2 separate regions of the Mus musculus genome follow, and region 1 is linked to region 2. A link is a contact called in public HiChIP or PLAC-seq data. All regions are on one chromosome and are shown on one strand. The core of a region is the stretch at or near the end of the contact, and the rest is flanking DNA. Distances in the headings are between cores, read along the strand shown. Region 1 has its middle 110 kb from the start of Gm41271. Region 2 has its middle 56 kb from the start of Tars.

Evidence for each region. HiChIP or PLAC-seq counts read pairs in DNA pulled down with a chosen protein or histone mark.
Region 1: a contact with region 2 is called in an H3K27ac HiChIP or PLAC-seq map of heart atrium, with 6 read pairs. The contact joins two enhancer-like sites. A contact is called at or near these places in 1 of 15 datasets of contacts at CTCF or cohesin (the NIH/3T3 cell line), 1 of 484 Hi-C or Micro-C datasets (embryonic stem cells) and 5 of 115 datasets of contacts at active chromatin or transcription factors (embryonic stem cells, fibro-adipogenic progenitors and heart atrium).

Annotation. Positions count from the first base shown.
Region 1 is chr15:11,589,172-11,592,066 of GRCm38.p6, forward strand. No RefSeq gene overlaps it. Among named protein-coding and RNA genes, the nearest start is that of Gm41271, 110 kb to the right of the region's middle. Within about 2 kb of position 1,535, at least 10 of the 459 cell types and tissues checked have an H3K27ac peak or open chromatin away from gene starts, as enhancers often do. A contact at or near this core is called in the NIH/3T3 cell line and heart atrium, where this site is marked.
Region 2 is chr15:11,453,868-11,456,715 of GRCm38.p6, forward strand. No RefSeq gene overlaps it. Among named protein-coding and RNA genes, the nearest start is that of Tars, 56 kb to the left of the region's middle. Within about 2 kb of position 1,579, at least 40 of the 459 cell types and tissues checked have an H3K27ac peak or open chromatin away from gene starts, as enhancers often do. A contact at or near this core is called in the NIH/3T3 cell line and heart atrium, where this site is marked.

The DNA.
Region 1 (2,895 bases), core at 285-2,784, 140 kb after region 2:
AAGATTTTCATTTATAGCACAGCCCAGCTAAACATGTCTCTCCCCGTCATTATTGTCCTCCCCTTTTTCCCTCCCTCCTTCTCCTCCTACTTTTTAAAGAACTAATATATATTCTAATATATATATATATTCTACATGGTTTGGAAGAATTATTTCTTCCATCTAAAATGGGTATATCGTTATATGTGTTTTCAATTTAACGGTTTTAATTCATCCACAAGCAAGTGTTGAATGGTTACAACCATTGAAAGATAATTTTCATCATAAATGAAAACTTAGATAACTAAATGACCTATTCATTTGATCTGGAACCTTGTCAATGAGAGCTCAGCCGGTGAGGGATAAGTTATAATTTAAAAAATAAAAATAAAAACTTGCCTACACCAGAAGGTATATTCTATATGTCACAAACTGAGCTCTATAACCCCTTGGATCTTTTATACACTGGCCCTTTGAGGTAATGGGCCACACAGTTTAATGCTTTTCACAGAAAAGGCATTGTAATTATGGAAAAGAAAGCAAATCAGCTAATTTAAAGTAAAGGGTTATTTTTTTTTAAGGCCACAGTAGACAATCTCAAAAACATGTATTACAAATTTCAAGTAACACTGAAACAAAATGAGTGTTTTGTTCCCGGCTTTCATGGAATTGGAGCATCAATTATTTCTGTTTCTTACTCAGCGTCTTTCCTGCTTTCTTCTTGCAGTCAGCTTCCTCCAGCCCCCATTTTACTCAGGACTGTCGAGCTGGATGATCGTGCTGCACACTGTGATACCAGCTCCAGCAGAAACTGACATTGCGATTTCACAGGACACTTTATCTTAAGACCATATAAATATCTAGCTCAGTGACTCAGCCTTGAGCCAGTTCAAATTAGGGGGGTAAATGAACTTGCTTAGATTAGTTCAGCCTGTGAAATGTTCCCTTCAGAGCAAATGTCCGCCCCGTCTAATTTAATTGTTCTGCTTCTTGTGTGTTCCTAGGCAAAGGCTAGAACTGAATTCACAACAAACCCTAATTCCAGATTCAAAGAAGTACTTCAATACAGCCCATATTAGAGTAAAAGCTGTGAAAATATAGTTCACAGGGAAGAAAATACGAATGGGTTCCAAGCACTAAAGGGGAGACTGGGGAGATCCCCAGTCCGCAGAGTGCTTACCAGGGACATGCAATGCCTGGCCCTGATACAAGCAAGTCGCTTAAGAAAAATGCTCAACGAATTCAGAGACATCTAGGAATGTGATGATATCAAGAGGTTTGACGATAGACATCAGTGAAGCTATGAGCAGATAGCACAGTGTAGACATAACTGGGAAGCATGCTTCAGTAGAGTCTTTGTGTCAGTCCACTTGACAATATGTGTAAAAATGGAATTCTCATCAAGAGAAACTAAATTAAGGCAGACTTACAGGATGAAAAGTATGTAAAAAATAGTAAGAAGATGCTTCGTGTCCTGAATATAATAAAAATGTACAAAGTTGATTCCTAAGCGAAAAATTACTCATTTTCCTCAGCCCCTCCTCATTAAGCCCAGCCTTTGCCACATTGACAGAAGAGGGCGCTATTTAACTAAAAATTTTGCCAGCCACCAATGTCTAAATGAGATGGGTTATGGCAAACTGAATGTATCATGTAAAAGTTACTATAAAATTACAAAACCAGAATCAAAATACTTCACCAGATAGAAATTTCTTCCTAGAAAGCATCACAAAACAGAAGAAAAGGAAGACACAACACCCCCCCCCCATCTGATTTCGAATTCCTGAACAAGCCTTTGCAAATGTGAACCGTCAGAAACAACATAGACAGGAAGCAGTAACTCGCAGAAGAAATTGACTAAACTCAGAAAAAAGAGACAAGGAACACACGAAAGTATCAGGACAGGATGAGCAGACTGCCAAATACCCGAGAGTCGACAAGCTCAAGTGATTAATATTATGGGATATTAAACCAGGAAAACAAAAGATTACAAAAGGGAAAAATACTGTGCCCCAAGAAACAGAAAGAAAATGGCTGAAATGGAAGATAAGCAATAAAGAAAAACAAATCCTATACTAGACTCCAAGGACATAGCTTCTATTTAAACCATGAAGAAAACAGCAGAGATAGCCAAACATCTGAATCTACATTTATAAAAGTTAGTGCACCTGGTAAAATGGACCAGCAACAGTCAGGTTAGAGACATAGCCAAGAAGAACCATAGAATCCAAAGTTGAGAAGGCAATTTTCTCGGAAATATCCTACGATTTACAAGGAAGCTTAAAAATATAGACTGGCATAAAAAACAGCTATGTAAATATTAGGAAAAAATTATAAACCATAGATTTTTATACCAGATCTTAATACCATGGAAAAATAATCTATGGACTTTGTTTACATAAATATAGGGCCTAAAAAATCTTATCAATGGGACTGGTGACAAACATTTCATGTATTTTATTACATACATAAGACTAAAGCAAATTTGAGCACAAGGATAGAAAAACAGAAAGGTGTTCATGTTCTGACAACATAGAGATGATGTAAGATGAGACAATAAATGAGATGCGAACTTGGAAAGAGTGATCATATTCACAGCCATGCCTTGTATCTAAGAGTTAATGGGTATGAGGCACCGGGGTGCCTGGGACAAGCCCAGCATTTGGGGGGATTTGACGCTACTTTGAGCTAAGAAGGACTTACTTCCAGATTATTCTTAGCACTTTTGTTTCTCAACACTTCGTCTCTTGCTGAGAATAAAAGGTTAAGTGCTCAACCCTAAATTTTACATCTTCAGAGTCTCCCAGCCTCTACTGAAAGAATTCAAGAGCTGGAGAGGAGGAGAACTGCAAAATGCTGTCCTGTAGACCTGACATGGCTGTTGTGCTCATTAACTCAACAGCAACTGCTTAAAAT
Region 2 (2,848 bases), core at 329-2,828:
GAGCCAGGAGATCACTTTTTGACCTGCAAGCAAGAGGAGAGGAGCATGCTGGGTATGACAAGAGGCTTTGGAAACCTTAAGCCTCAGTGACACACCAACAAGGCCACACCTCTTAATCCTTCCCAAACTGTCCCACCAATTGGAGACCAGGTAATCAAATATATGAGCTTAATTGGGAGGGGGCATTTTTATTTAAATCACCACACCCTACTTCTCTGGGATTGGTTTTCTGTGTTCATTATTTCCAAAGTTTGAAAAGAATTAAATCTCTATCTCTGCAGGGACTTGTGAAATCTAACTGCACTGTGGTAGGGAAAAAGATGAAACCTTTGGAATTTGTGACTCATAGCAATCAAACCTGGAAGTAGTCATGCAGTCCTTGGTAAGAACATTACTACATGTCGATTTTGTTGTTCCAGCTCTTGCCTAGCACCAGTTTGTCCACTAGTTTAAAAAATATGTTCACAAAGCCATTGTATAAAGAAAGTTGTGCCAGCAAACACCAAAATACCTGACAGAATCAAAGAAGGCAGAGCTTTATTTTGTCTAATGGTTTCAGAGAGGCACAGTCTATCATAGTGGACAAGGGCCATTGGGTGCAACTGTCCATGGTGCCAGGAGTGTGAGGTTGAGCAGCCCTTCACATCTTAGCAGATCAGGAAGCAGCATAAACAGACTGACATCAGTATACCCTGCCTGCACCCGCTAGATCCCTCAAGACTCCACATCCCTCAGAACAGTATTACAACCAGAGAAGGAGGATTCAAAATGTTAGATTGTGTTGGACATTTCAAAATAAGCACAAATCCCTTTCCCTATCCTCAAGATTTCTGGATCTAGGTTTTGAGATAAGCTCTGAGACCGTCACTGTTTACAGTCTAGTAAAAGCCACCACAATACAGCCTCCAGCTGTGTGACTGGTCTTTGAACATTTGCTCCTCTTGTTCTGAGCATGCTTCAGGTTTGGAGGATATGGTCTGTCCATGTGGACATGCTCCTTCTTAACTTTATCTTTCCTTTAGAATTTTCTTTGCGAGTTCTCCAGAGTGTGAGGCTTGGATAGTCCCTTTAAGTTGCCCTTTCCATAGGAAATTAAAAAAGAATTTCACCTAAACCTCTCTTGAGGAAAACAAAGTCTAGAAACAACGACACATGTTCACATGGAGACTTGTGCTTTCAATTGGCTCTCTTTTTTCCCCTTGGCACCCGCCAAAAGAATTGTTATACTGCGAAGTCTGTTGGAAACAGTCTGCTTTAGAAATTCCACCTTAGGTGGAAATGTGAATCATCATAGTTGAGCATTTTCCTGTTTTGCAAAGCCGTCCTTTGGAATCGCTATCACATTCGTGTCTGTACATGGATGGCAGCTTTGCACACAGCCCTTTCCTATTTTATTTTTTTTCTGCTCAGGTACCAAACTTGGTTTTCATGTCCCAATAGACTAATAAGATGGCTTTGTTCCTAATGTTTGCAAAGAGCTGGTTCTCTATCTCTCCGCAGGGACTGGTGAAATCTAACTGTACTGTGATAGGGAGAAGGATTAGGCCTTTGGAATTTGTGACTCATAGCAATCAAATCTGGAAATGTTCATGCAGTCCAGTCCTCTGAAAGAATATTACTGACTGTTCATTTTATCCTCCCAGCTCCTTCCTAGCGCCGGTTCCTGTGATAGTTTAAAAATGTTCACAAAGCTATTGTATAAGGAAAGCCACGCTGGCAAACACCCAGTGTTATAAACATTTATTACCAAACCAAGAAAAACATTTTCATAAATGTTCGAGGAATTTTCCCCCCTTTTCGATCGGTCCTCCAAGGATTTATTGCAACAGCCGCTCCACTAACACACACGTTTGCTAGTGTTCCCCTGACGAGATGGTGTTAACGTGATGACGGGACAGCTTTTAGAGCTTCATGCTTTTTTATTTTTTTCAGACAGGTTTCTTAAATTTTTTTTTTGTTTGTTTGTTTGTTTGTTTCAGTGATGTGTAGGCTGAGTGTCACAAGCGCTCATGACTAGATTATCTTTCATTTTAAAATGAAGAAGTTCATATTTTAGTTTCTTTATGTCATCCTACCCACTTGCTCGATTGAGTTATTAGAGAGAAATTTAAGTAGCTTAATGTTAGTAATTTTCTTGCAAGGGTCGTTGGTGGGCTTAGGCCTCCCTTCCTCATTTAGCTAACAGGACTGATGAAAACAACGTGCTCCAGAGGTGGTAAACTCTAAGCAGATAGTATTTGAAGTATTTCCGCCCAATCTCTCTGGCATGGCATGCTAAGTGGTGGTTTAACGCATATAAAAGTGTGAGTGAGGAGGTGTATTGTTCTGTGAACTTTACAAGTAAGGAAACAAAACCTCCCATAGGATCCACAGGAACTTGCTCACGTCATATGGAGAACATGTGGTCAAAGACTGGCTTCACCCTCAAATGCTTAATGTGGACCTCAGTGCTCTTTCACAAACAGCAAAGACTAGGCAGACTTATATCCATGGATTGCCTTACACGCTCTTAAGTGACTTTTTAAAATCTTTTTTTTTCCTTTTTTTTTTTTTGTTTGTTTTTGAAACAGGGTCTTCATATGTAGCATAGGCAAGGCTTAAACTTGTAAGAGTCCTGTCTCAGCTTCCCAAGTTCTGGGTTTACAGGCATACATACCATAGTGCCAACCCTGTGGTGAGGTATTATAATTAGTCGTACAACTTTAGGAACATAGACACTTTGATATCAACAGTACAGACTCTGAGTCAGTGGGTCTGCCCTGGAGCCTTAAGGCATTGATGGTGTTCTTAAATCACCATCCTTTTACTCTCTCTCTCTCTCTCTCTCTCTCTCTCTCTCTCTCTCTGT